Regions from separate parts of the Zea mays genome. Here region 1 is linked to region 2. A link is a contact called in public Hi-C data. All regions are on one chromosome and are shown on one strand. The core of a region is the stretch at or near the end of the contact, and the rest is flanking DNA. Distances in the headings are between cores, read along the strand shown. Region 1 holds the start of LOC100217156. Region 2 holds the start of LOC100217307.

The links. Hi-C and Micro-C count contacts between places; a contact is called where the count stands out from the background.
Region 1: a Hi-C map of leaf shows a contact between it and region 2, with 9 times the contacts expected there. The contact joins the promoter of LOC100217156 here to the promoter of LOC100217307 in region 2. A contact is called at or near these places in 12 of 25 Hi-C or Micro-C datasets (bundle sheath, ear, endosperm and 4 more) and 2 of 3 datasets of contacts at active chromatin or transcription factors (leaf and seedling).

What each region holds. Positions count from the first base shown.
Region 1 is chr1:232,286,281-232,292,898 of Zm-B73-REFERENCE-NAM-5.0, forward strand. LOC100217156 reads right to left here and starts at 3,787. Exons shown (of 6, transcript NM_001143521.1): 1 at 3,405-3,787; 2 at 3,210-3,282. It overlaps LOC111590561 (a long non-coding RNA gene), which reads left to right and starts at 3,411. Exons shown (of 2, transcript XR_002749683.2): 1 at 3,411-4,611; 2 at 4,735-4,980. LOC100275630 reads right to left here. Exons shown (of 5, transcript NM_001149677.2): 2 at 6,441-6,618; 3 at 6,034-6,261; 4 at 5,796-5,915; 5 at 5,484-5,712. The coding sequence ends at 5,662.
Region 2 is chr1:232,149,822-232,156,429 of Zm-B73-REFERENCE-NAM-5.0, forward strand. LOC100217307 reads right to left here and starts at 3,310. Exons shown (of 9, transcript NM_001143654.1): 1 at 2,987-3,310; 2 at 2,702-2,849; 3 at 2,520-2,566; 4 at 1,962-2,016; 5 at 1,823-1,864; 6 at 1,527-1,701. The coding sequence starts at 3,063.

The sequences.
Region 1 (6,618 bases), core at 2,537-5,036, 140 kb after region 2:
CCACTGAACGTCGTGTGAAAGGAAGAAGTCACAGGACGCGGAGTTATCAAACTCTCGCCCAGTGTCACACTGGACAGCCCGGATGGTGAGTCCAAACTGAGTGGAAACCCAAGCGAAGTTAGAGAGTGTGGGAAACATATCAGACTTCAAGCGTAACGGAAAAGTCCACAAGAAATGAGAGTAATCATCCAGAATGAGCAAGTAATATTTATTGCCAGAAATGATGAGAACGGGGGATGTCCAAACATCACAATGAACCAGATCAAAATTGCTCGTTGCTCTGGAAGAGGAGGGAAAAGGGAGCCTAACATGTCGACCTAACTGAAAGGCGTGACACAAATGCTCAAAAGAACCCCGACTACATGAGATGATAGAACTGCTAGACAACTTAGACATCACATCAGGCCTGGGGTGGCCAAGGCGGTGGCGCCAAGTGATAGATGAGGTAGCAGCGGTCAAGGCATGCAGCGTGGAGGTCGGGGAATTGGAGGCAAGCAGGCGAATAGTGTACAGCGGCTCGGAGCTGTCACACCGCGTGTGAAGGATCCTGGTAGCAAGATCCTTCACAGACAAGCCAAAGGGGTCACCGGGAAATGGATCTTCAACAGAAGCTGAAGGTGGATGGCTCCTTGGATCGGCACAAGGCTCGTTGGGTCCTGTGGGCTTCACCTAGCGTCCCAGGGTGGACTATGACAAGACCTTCATCCCCGTGGTGAAGCCTGGTACCATCAAGAGTGTTCTGACTCCGGCTCTCTCACAGGCTTGGCCAGTGCATCAGCTCGACGTCAAGAATGTCTTCATGGCACTCCGACAGAGACGGTGTATTACACTCAATTGGTCAGCTCTGTGGACCCGGCTCACCCAACATCAGGGATGAAAGTGGCAATCCGAACTATTAGAACAAATTTATTATTTTAAAATAGATCTGTATAAAATTTGATGTTGATGTTTTATTATGTTATGAAGCACATTATTAGAAATAAGAATAAAATATTGCATAAATTGTTTTATGCATTATTTGCTCTCTACAACAAAAAGTGAAACATTACCGAATTTGTTTCTGAATCCATACCGAATTTTACATCTATCATTTAAGAAAATATAGGATGAATTTGTGGTTTACCTTTTATGAATATCTAAAAGCTCAATGTTAAAAACAAGAATACAAATTTGTATAGTAGATTATATATCCTATTTATTCGCAACCAAAGAAAAATGACCAAAAATTGATAACTGAATAAATATCGTTCCGACCATTTTCATCCCTACCCGACATGGTTTGCAAGCTCAACTGGTCCCTCTACGGCCTCAAGCAGGTGCCCCGAGCTTGGTGTAGTCGCTTTGTCGCCTTATTGCTCTCACGAGGCTTCTTCGAGACCAAGGCAGACACCTCCCTATTTGTCTTCTATCGTGGCCTGGACACGACGTACAGCCTCCTCTATGTCGATAACATCGTCCCCACGGCCTCCTCGCACGAACTCCTGTGGCGTATCATCTCCTCCCTCTAGCAGGAGTTCGCGATGAAGGACCTGAGTGAGTTGCACCACTTCCTGGGGATCACCATGGAGAGCCGGTCCCAGGGCTTGTTTCTCCACCAGCACCAGTACATCGTCGACATCCTCGATCGCGCTAGCATGGCTGACTGTAAGCCTTGCACGACTCCGGTGGACACTCAGGGCAAGGCCTCCTCCAACGACGGCCCCCGGTGGCTGATCCCACCAGCTACCAGAGTCTTGTTGGGGCACTGCAGTACCTCATCTTCATCCGGCCCGACATCGCATACGTCGTCCAACATGTGTGCCACCATATGCACGCCCCGCAGGAGCCACATCTCACTGCTATGAAGCGGATCCTGCGGTACCTCCAAGGCACTTCCGACTTCGGGCTCCTTCGATGATCTGCGACCAACGACCTCGCCATCTACATCGACGCCGACCGGGCCGGCTATCCTGACACACGTCGATCCACCTCCAGTTTCACCATGTTCCTCGGCGACAGTCTTGTCTCGTGGTCGTTGAAGAGGCAGCCAGTCGTCTCCCGCTCCAACGCCGAGGCCGAGTACCGTGTTGTGGCTAACGGCATAGCCAAGGCAACATGGCTTTGTCAGCTACTTCAGGAGCTGCAAAGTCCGCTAATGTGCAGTACTCTTGTCTACTGCGACAACGCCAGCGCCACGTACCTCTCCACCAAGCTCGTACAGCACCAACGCACGAAGCATGTCGAGCTTGACCTCCAGTTTGTCCGCAAGTGTGTCGTCGTTGGGGATGTGCGTGTTCTTCATGTCATGTCTCCACGACTTCTCAGATCACCGACATCTTCACCAAGGGCCTCCCTACGTCAGTGTTTTAGGAGTTTTGGTCCAATCTCAACATCTGTTGTGGCTAGAGTTTCGACTACGGGGTGTTAGAGTTGTAATGCCTAATGTGATGGGTTCTGATTGTGTAATGGGCTTAGGCCCAAGTACTCCTATTATAAATACATCTCCCAACCCTGGTTAGGGTTAGGGTTTCCAACACAAAGCAGTTTACTTCCAGAAGCTTGTTTCGTGCATGAATAAACAAGCAGTTTCTTTCAAGAACTGATTGAAAGTGTCATACAGACATACTGATCCTCTCAGACCAGCAACTAGAGGTGAATTACAGCATATAAGTAAAAAAAATCATGTTACCTAGAGTCTAGCTTTGACGAATTTTTACAACTTACTGTCACTTCAGATGTCAGCTGATTCAAATTATGCTGGGTTAGGTCAGCAAAGAACCCAACTATTAAACTATTAGGAGAGATTCACTAAAGGGGAGAACATGGAAACTATGACATATAAATTTCTTTGAACTTTTTTGGATTGCTCCTTTAATCTAAATGTATATTTGTTAAACCCAGCACAGCAAAACAAAATGCATTATTCCACGCAGATCACCAAATATAGAGGCCAAAGTGAACAATTGGCATGTGGTTTGTATGATTCAGAGGTAAGTCGTAGTTTATATCATGGATAATTACACATTTTGAGCAGGAATCAGAGGATTTCTTGTCCAAAAGCTTCAAAAGTCAGTGAGCGATTCGGCAAACACCTTGTGGGCGTCAGCAGAGGGCAGCCCGGGCATGAGAGTAACAAAGTGAATGAAATACCCGAACGGTATTCTACAAGCCCTAAGACAGGACGAGCGCGCAACGAGATCACACACACACGAAGCGAGAGGAGGCCGCACCTTGTAGCACGAGAGTGAGCAGTACCGGGCGTTGCAGCGGGGGCAAGTGTACTGCGCGAACTGCTTCTGACACCTGCAAGCAAGCGGCGCATAGAATAACGCATTAGCACGAGCAGGTAGGAACCAAGATCCGCTAGGGCCCGATGCTTTGCGCCAGCAGGAGAGGAGAAGCCGTATGTCAGAGCCAAGCCTTACACGCGGCAGATGACCCTGGTCTCGGCGAAGGAGGAGTACGACGAGGAGGCGGGGGAGGACGAGGACCCAGCGGCCTCGGGTGCGGAGAGCACGACGTCCCTCTCCATCGCCGGCACGCGCGGCGCCTGCTCTTGCGCTTCCAGTCTCTGTCCTTCTCGGCGGTGTTGGCTTTGGGAATTTGGGGATGGGGGGACTTCCTTTCCTCCGGCGTGCGGCGGGCGCGGAGGCTTCTCGATGCTCGGCGAAGGCCCATTGGTGGTCATGGCCCAAGCATAGGATTTCCAAGTGTCATGGCCCATTGGTGGTCCTGATCCTGATTGGCGGTGAAGGCGGCTGGAGTTGAAGAGGAGGGTGCGGAAGAGACGAGGACTCGAGTGTTTGCGAGGGTTGCGGCCTGGGGTTTTCCTTTGCTTTGCGCCGCCTCAATCGGTCGGAAGGGCGGAGCAGCAGCAGGAGCACAACGAGGCTGCCTCCTCGGCTTTTCTGGGAGTTCGGACCCGTGCGGCGCGACGGGCGACGGCGACTGAACATTCCAGAAGGGGGCGCGTGGGAAAGCGACGGGCCGGCGGACGGAGGCCGGGTGGGCGGCGGGATCGGCACAACAACTCAACAAACTTGGCCTATTTCTTGCTGGGCTTTGTGCGGGTCGAACCGCCCTGTGACTGTGATTCTGTATGGTTGTGGCCCGCTCTGTCGGGCGCATTTTTGGGTAGACGTGTGGTCTGGTGACGGCGCCGGCCTGGCCAAAAAGTGGCGTCGTGCGCTGGGCGGCGGTGGGGTCTAGCCGCCGTCTGGGCGCTCCGCTGCCGGGTCGAAGGACCTATAAAACGGAGGGGTCGAGGAAGCTAGTGAGTGCCATCGTTGGGCCGGCGCAAACCCTAGTCGCCACATCACTGCCTCCTCACACCATCTGCCTGTGGTTCCCATGTCATCCTCCCCCGTTTGAGGTCTTCCTGCTCCTTCAGATCCGTCTATGTGTGTGTTTGTCGTGCCTGATACTGGCTCGGAAGGTATTCCGATCTGTTTCTTCGGTGCCGTATATTTCGTTGCGATTTTGGTTCGGTTCTTTCTTGCTCTTCGTGGGTCGTTGCTGGATAACACGGATCGATGATGCTGTTCAAGAAGTACTGCGTTATCTTCCTGATGCAAGTGTTAGGCCCTCGTTACGAAGGCTTCCTGACGACACAAATATCTTGCTGAGATCCAAGTGCGCAACTTCTCTCTTTTTTCTCTTTCTTTTCCGTATTTCTCGCCGTGTGCTTTTTCTCCTCTGGATTGAATTTTGCGTACAGTTTAGTTTTCACCAAATGCAATCGTAACTTACGGGCAGGATGTTTCAGCAACGAAGTAAAGGAGGAGATTATTCCGTCAACCGTAAGGTTCCGCTAAGAGCTTTAGAATATGAAAGGCATTAGTGGTAACAAGATTTGATTTGGTTAGGTGTTAGTACAAAAATGAGATTCCATTCCAATGCTGTTGGGGGTACTGCTAGTGAATATGGCCGGGCATCTATCACGGTGTTGTATGTGTACGAAATAATGTCTGCTTTCGATACGGTAAGTTTTGCTTTAAGTTACATAATCATCTCCAGTGTGACCTATAAAAATACCCTGTAATTTTAAAATTTGAAAATAGTAAATTTTGTATAGTTTAAGACACTAATAAAATATTCTTCAAATCTAGGTTATAGAATAGCAGTATATCTAATGCACTTGATAGGATGTTCTATAATTTTAACAAATTTTAGAAAATAAGATATTATTAAAGTAGTTTTTCTATCTCCAGCTCTATATTTCAATTTGAGTTCAATTTGAAAATAAGACATTGTTGAAAATGCTCAAACATTTTACATTTACGGTATAACAAACCACACACGGAAAGGACATGAATGTGTTTAACATACTACGGTTGGCGCAACTACGGTTTCAAAATAATAGCAAACCACGTAGCGCAAGACGTCTGGACGGCGGGCACATCCAGAAGCGTGGCATTAGTAATCAGAAACAATGAAACTGGAAGTTGTAAGCAGCAAACCCAACCCAACGAAATGGACTGCGTACATGTTTAGTGAATCCAGCGAAAAACAATAGTTCAGCCAGTTGCCAGTTTAAATGTCTTAGTTATCATCTGGCGGACACAGGTTAACTGAGATAATGCACGTAGGTGAGCATCTAACAACACTGTTCCACAACTGTCAAGCGAGCTTATTTACATCAACAACTGCAGCATCCTCCAGTAGCTGCCATCAACTATCTTTCTACCCATCAGCGGCATAGAAGGGAAGTGACTTGAGTGGCATCACCTTCTCCTGCAAAGGGAAATGGAGACTGGTGTGAGTGGATTTATACCTGTGTTAACAGAACATTGCGAACAGTGTGCCTCTGATTCCACCTCAGGGTTCTCCACATGTTCTGAGGGGAAATGAAGCCCAGTGGAACAGTTTTCAAGCACTTCAGGTCTCTTCAGCCATGCTTTGTGAGCTTCGATTGCTTTCATCTTGAAGCGAAACATCTGCAAGTGCCATATCCAACCAATTCAGGTGCAAGGCTGCTATAGAAGTAATTTGCAAGAAGTTGCCTGAATGAAAAATCAGGGACTGACAGCAGAAGAGTGAATATGTGCTCCAGACCTCTGATAAAGAAATGCTTGGCTTCTCAAGTTCATCTCCGTTGACGTGAATTCCAGTACCCTGACATTCTGGGCAAACTATGGACGTTATTTTGCTTCTCTTAGGTGCATTCTTTGCCTTCCTTCCTCGGTTGCTCTTCCCCTTCCTAGCTATTTCATCGTTCAGCATCTCGTATTGGCACAGAATAGTCCAGTGTAAAAGGCAGGAAGTGTGAAATAGATGGTAAGCCTGCATAAATCAAGTGTAGAGAAGTCATTACAGAACATTTGGAATTTGGTGGAAACATAACTGCTATGTTTTCAGGTAAAAAATGTACAAAAAGGTAAACAGGTCCATGCTCTCTAATCTATAAGAGCAATTATTATGAAACAGGAATACAGTAGCAAAGAATGCTCAAAGATGCTCACCCCACTTGAATTTCTACTGCTGCAAGCTAGTTTTCCTGTATTGCAGTTCAGCAAGGTGGCAACATCCTTTCCAGAGAGCATTGGTCTGCCGCAAAGATCACACACTTTCTCAGCTGCTATTCGCTTCTGCTTCCTCAACTCTCTCCTTGCTGCCTTGCTTGATAAGAGACCAACTTGA
Region 2 (6,608 bases), core at 2,060-4,559:
TAAGGCATGCATGACGACGAGGTGGGAGCGGTTGGTGCAACGGATCTCGGGATTCATGCGCGCGAGGGTCGACTCCTGAGCGCATACAACTGCGATGCCATCCAAGGTGGGAGCAGCGATGGCGGATTTCCCTAGGCGCAAGCGACGACGGCATCCTCCCCTAGGCACGAAGTGGTGGCGCATCCCAGATGCAAGGCGTCGGTTCCGCAGGCCGGTGATCATATTTTTATGCTATTTTGTATACATATTTATACCAATGTCAATAGAATTTTACGACCTATATTTCAGTTCATGGCTCCGCTTCCATCTATTAGTCTGTTTATGATATTTCTATTCATATTTTACGCAAACGATTTATTGTTTTATGCATTAACTCGTTCATTAATCTAGTGTGTATTGGATTCCTACCATTTATGCCATATGTATAAGATATATTTACGACCCACACATTAACGCAATAAAATAGAAATTTAGAAAGAAAAAATAACCGCTATAAGAAATGAGGTCATTTGCCACAATTCCATAAATCTCGCATATGCTGATCCATTTTCTTTTCAGCTCACATTATTGCCATCCTAAATTTGAGCACATGCAGTACAAAACCGATTTTTTACGCAGTCCACCGTAGGACATAAATAACTTCACCGTGTTGTATAACTAGTATCAGTATATATCATAAACTGGTTATAATGAGCCTTAATGCATGGATGTTGGAGAGATCTTATATTTATAGAGGAAATAAAGCATTGAAATCAGATTTTTTTTATTTCCATACGTGTTTTCGTTATGAAATAGATCGATGATTTACACTAAAATGTATACCCATTTATACTGTTTTGGTTCACGTTTTCTGATGATAAGTCATCTTACTGGGCACTAGTTCTGGTTAAAAAAAGAACAGTGCATTTTGCATGTTCAAAAATGTTATTTTGAAGAGTCCACGTTCAGTAATATAGCCGAAAAAAAAGTTCAGGGAAACGTAGCTCAAAAGGATAAGGAAACAAGCACAACATTTGAGCCTAGCAATTACTGTATAACCGTATCAACGTGGTTTCGATAGATTAAGGGCATGTTTGTTTCCTCGCTGGATTGTATAATCCAACTTATTTTATATAGATTATATAATTCATAATCCTATTAGAGATGTTTATTTACGCAAATTATTAGCAGGTAAAACGCAAACAATTAATTTAAAATAACCATCTACTGATCTGCTTATGGATTTATCACAATCTAGGTAGAGGTGGTAATGAGCTTTAAATTTTATACTACAAAATTTAAGGATCAGATCGGGATCTATTTCTATTTATTTTTAGACTAAAATTAAGTAAGGGATCAAATATAATGTGGAAAAAAAATAATATTTGGATCGTGATCTATTACCACCTATAAATCTAGGTAACTAGATTATATAATCTACTTCAATAATCTATGTTGTTTGTTTGCACGCTTAACTTATTTAAGCTCGATTATATATGATATAGAGGGTAAACAAACAGTACCTAAATGGATAAGAAGACTGTTACCGGTAAATGGCAGGCTGATGTTGCACAGATGCCGAGTAGACGAGCCGCCCTTGGACTCTGAAACCTCAATCTCGCGGCCATTCCCTTGCTCGAAGGCTGTCGACCCGATCCCCAGCATGTTGAGGAAGCTGTTTGGTCTAGCCAACGGTCTATCCCCAAGCGAAGCAGCCTCGTTCTGTCTCATCATGTGACACAGACAGGTTACAAGTCTCACGACAGCGACATTTTGCAGTCCTAATCAGCTGCCACAAGCGTTCGGAATGTAGCAAGTAGCAACGGCTTTGGTATCTCGGTACCTTTGACGAGAATGTGGCGACATGGCTTGGCAGTCCTACCTCCTGCAGAGATCGGGACGACGGCTCCAGTTCAGTTCAGGGAAAGGGAAACAGCAGGACAAGAAACGTGACACAGAGGAGTTCCGGTGGTCAAAGTAACCTTGCGGCCGTGCCGGCAGGCTTCGACGCTGTTCACCAGCACCCTGGCAGCCCACCTGAAAACAAGCTCATACAGTAGTAGATCAGAAGCAGCAAGAACTGAAAAAAAGCTCAGTCAAGCAAGTCACCACTATTCAGAGTTCCATCCAACTGCTGCATTTCGAAGACGGAGGAAAGTAGGAAACCACGGGCGGCTGTAGGCTGTAGCTGAGCTGCGCAGGGCAGCAAGTTGGCCACGCGGAGCAAGTGCAGCGCACCCGGACACCCCTCCCCAGCCTACGAATAATTGAAAGAAGCAAGGCACAGTCCGTGCTGCCAAGTACAATCATATGGGGGATAAGGCGCTTGTTTATGGCCGGCTGGCGCAAGCACGAGGGTTTTCGTTTTTTTTCTTTCCCCTTCGCATACTGCAAGTTGCCCCTGTTCTTTTCTGTTGGGGGGTCCCTGATCGAGGCCAATCAGGCAGGAGAAAGCGGCGAAGAAGCCTACAAGGGATTAAACTAGGCCACAGAAGATGCGAATGCAATGCAGGCATGAAGCGGAGCGAAGGCGAACTCACGCGCAGGAGGTCGGCGGGTTCCACACAATGCCGGCGATCACCACGAGCTGCAGGCGCCAAAAAAAAAGGGTGTCGGTCGGTGGGTCGGCCGGGTCGTCGAACCGAATCTTGCAGGAACATTAGATAGAACCCGCAGCAGCAGCCAATGGCGGCGGCAGGCGCGGTGCGCGCAGGCAGTATACCTCGTCGAATTCGCCGGCAGGGCTGTCGTGGTAGCGCGCCAGGAACATGCCGCCGAGCGTGTAGCCGAAGGCCTCAACCAGGCGGAGGTCCCGCGGCACGAAGGCCCGCGCCGTCGACGCCTTCACCAAATGCAGCTGGTACAATGCGCTGCAGTGCAGCAGGAGGAGGAAGGAGAGCGCGGCGGCGAGAGACCATCACCCATCATCCATCACGCACTGGCTCGATCGAACAGGTGGGGGGAAAGAAGAAAAGAAAAAAAAGGAAAGGAGAGCTGCGGGCCTTGCCTGCCTTTGAACACCCATGGCGGCCCGTGCTTGTACCCCGCGCAGGCCGTCTCCTTCTCCTCGTTCTCCGCCGCCATGGATCCCCCTTCCTCCTCACGCTCTCGGCAGCTAGCTAGCTAGCTAGACAGACAGACAGACTCTCCGCGAACGCAAGGGAAGCGGCCCCGCCACTGGACAGGGAAGGAGAGTCAAAGGGCGGCCCTGGGTTTATAGGCAGGCAGGAGCTGGTGGAGTGGGAGGAGGGCGAATGGAAGGGGAGGCAGGGGGCGATGAATGCTGATGCACTGACTGATGCTGGGACGCAGGTCGCGGCTTAAACAAGTGGTTGTCGCCGCGGCTTTGCGGCTCGCGAGCTTTGGTTCGACGGAGGGGACGGGAGGCGAGAGGGGATGGGAGCCCGGGCGGACCTTATCCGGTGGACAGGTGGCACCAGCCTAGAGGCCACGGGTGCGGGTGACGTCATCCGTCGAGATCCGAGCGGGGCCCACGCTTTGCTGTCTCATCGTCCGCGTCGGTTCCCTGCCGCTGATCAGCTCCCGGACCCGGAGTCCGGACCCCGGACAAAGATGTGGCGGGCTGCTTGTTTGATTGCGGGGCCGGGGCGCCGCTGTGTTTTCCCTGCTGCTGTTTTCGGGATCTTGGATTAGTCAACCAAGGCCACGGCCATGAAAGCCACAGCGGAGCGGGGGCAGCGTGCGGCATGCGCTGTGTGCCGGTCATGGCAACGAGACCTGAACTCCGCGGGAATTTATCTATTAGGACATGTTCCCAATATAATAACGAGATTTAGCGTTTTTATCAGGCGTGTACAAACCAAGTCATAAAACCAGATACTCCCTCCTTTCTTTTTAGTTATCGCTGGATAGTTCCATTTTGTACTATCCAGCGACAACTAAAACGAAACGGAAAGAGTACATAATGCTTTTGCTAAATCTATTAGCTTCATTACCAAACAAAAACGTGAGAAAGAGCGTCTACACAACATCTTTGATTATTGAAAGGAAGGCAAGTTCCTAACCCTGTCATACCGTAGCAAATGGACTAATTTGTGGGTAAAGAAGTGGTTTTACATGAAAAATAATTTTAAAAGCGGTGAACATATCAAGGGCATAATTCAAATGCTTATCAAGCCCAATTTTGGATTTAAGAGGTCGACTTGTTATATGAGTATGACTGTCTTTAATATTGTTTGCACCTATACATCGGAACACGAGATCGGGTTCAAGAGCATTTAGCTTTGAATATCTGGACGCTGAGGACTGAGTGGGTGAAAGTTGTCTAGAGAGGGGGTGAATAGACGAAACTTGAAAATTACAAACTTTGAACATAAACTTCACCCAAGGTTAGCGTTAGAACGAGTAATGACGAAATTAGAGTGCAGAAGATAGTTCTACTGCCATGGATTGATCAATCAATTCGCATAACTTTGGGAGTTAACTCAAAATGATCACAAGCAAGAGAACTCAGAGAGATGGGAGAGGAAGAATCAAATCACAATGCAAGATTAACATAAAGACACAGGTGATTTGTTTCCCGAGCTTCAGTTCCGAAGAACCTACTCTCCATTGAGGAGGCCACGTAGGTCGGGTCTTTTTCAACCTTTTTCCTCTCTCAAACGGTCACTTAGACCGGTTTAGTGCTTCTTCTTAATCTCGAGGGTCACTTAGACCCCGCAAGGACCACCACATAATTAGGTGTCTCTTGATACCTTTACAAGTCAATGAGAATTTAGAAGAAGAGGAAGAAAGCACGATCAAGAAACCAAGCAACAAGAGCAACAATAAAACACAAGGTCACACTCTTTATAGTGTCTCTATAAAGCGCTAATCACTAAAGATTACAAATCACAATTATGGCACTTGGAGGAGTTTTGAGACTTTTGAGTGTGCTTGAAGTGAAGAGTTGCTCTTGCAATGAATGAGAGTTATGGAAGTTTGGATGAGTTGAATGGAGGTGGTTGGGGTTGTATTTATAGCCACCAACCTTTTCCTAGTTGTTGCCCTTGTTCTGCCACGTGTGGTTGGTCCGCGCTCCTGGTTCGGACGGTTCGCCCCTGCACATCAACGATTGGATTTTGCAACGGTCAGTTATAATGGCTAAAATCACATTAAATGTCTCGTCGAATGTCAGATAAAGTCTGACGTGGACGACCCGGTCGTGCCTCCAAATGGTCCGCGTGTGCGTTATAATTCATTTTACCGAACCAGACACCTTCGGGTTGTTCTGTCTTTCAACGATCGGATGGTTCCCTCCTGAGGCCGGACAGTTTTCACATGACTTCAGACGGTACTATTCTTTCCTTCGGATAGTCCGTAGTAGAAAAGTGCATTTGGCATAGTATCTCTCCGAAGTCCATCGAGGTGTCACAGACAGTCCGCCGAAAGGGCTCAGACGGTCCGAGCACATGTGAATTTTCTAAAAATAGCTCATGTCCAGAATAATCTATGTAATTCCGGACAGTCCGCTTTAGAACCTCAGACAACCCACGAAGCGCTGTTTTGATGGTTAATCTTTCTTGAAGTATTTTCTGAGTTCCTGAGATCATAACTTGCTAAACTAGTTAGCTAAATTGGTTGTGATGGTCGTCAATTACCAAAAAATAGTGGAAATGGTTTTTAGGCCTATTTCCCTTTCAGTGGGCGACGTTAGAGCCGAAGGAAGGTAGCACGATGAAGCAAGAGGCAAGTCTTGTTAGGTTGAAATATACGTATAAGTTCAAAAAATAGTTTGGGAGCCATGCGACAAATGGTTGAAAGCTATCGAGGATAAATGCAATGAAATCCTTGGATTTCAATAAGAAAGGAGACGATGTTTTTCCCGCTGCCCTCGGAGAAATGATGGTTGAACCGCGTGTTCGACACCATCGGTTTGTTTACCTTGACTACCCGAGCTAACACTAGGTGGGGGAAATAAAAGGAAGCAGAAAAAATTAAGATGATGACCAAACATCGCAAAATCTTTGCTACAGAGGAAGGTGAACATGCTAGGAAGAAAGTTAATTTTGAAGAAAGAGCAGCAGATGTCGAGCTGAGGCTAACTATTAGGACTTGAGAAATATCGAGGGCACATAATGACATTTTGCTCGACTTTTACTAATGCTTAGAATTTGTCATACGATACCTTTCTTTGATGGCTTGTTCACATTTTTATAGGAAAATTTTGAGACTAAAGAAGTTATTGAATTGTCTATACTTTGATGAAACTTCTTTGGCCAAAATTGAAGCAAAGCCAAAGAAAAGCCTTGACTCCGACACCTGGAGCAAAAACCCTAAGGAAAGATAGACATATAAATCCTATGATGAATGCCTTTCTTTACGAGGATACACATGAGGAGACTACTGAAGCAGAAGCTACTTCTAAGGCTTTGGGAGATAAGACAGCCACCACAACAATGGTGGTGGCCAAAGAAATTGATGTTTGCATGGCGATCACGCCAACAACGGAAGCTAAAGAGATGCCCATGGCCGCACCATTAGTGGTACCAGAAAAGGTCGAAGCCAAGGACAACTCTCCAAAGCAAGATATTATTCCCAAAAAACAATGAGGGTGAAAAGGCTGTGGAGGCCAAAAGGGCAAAATAAACGGAGGAAGAGAAATTCTCCAAACACAGGACTGAAAGGGA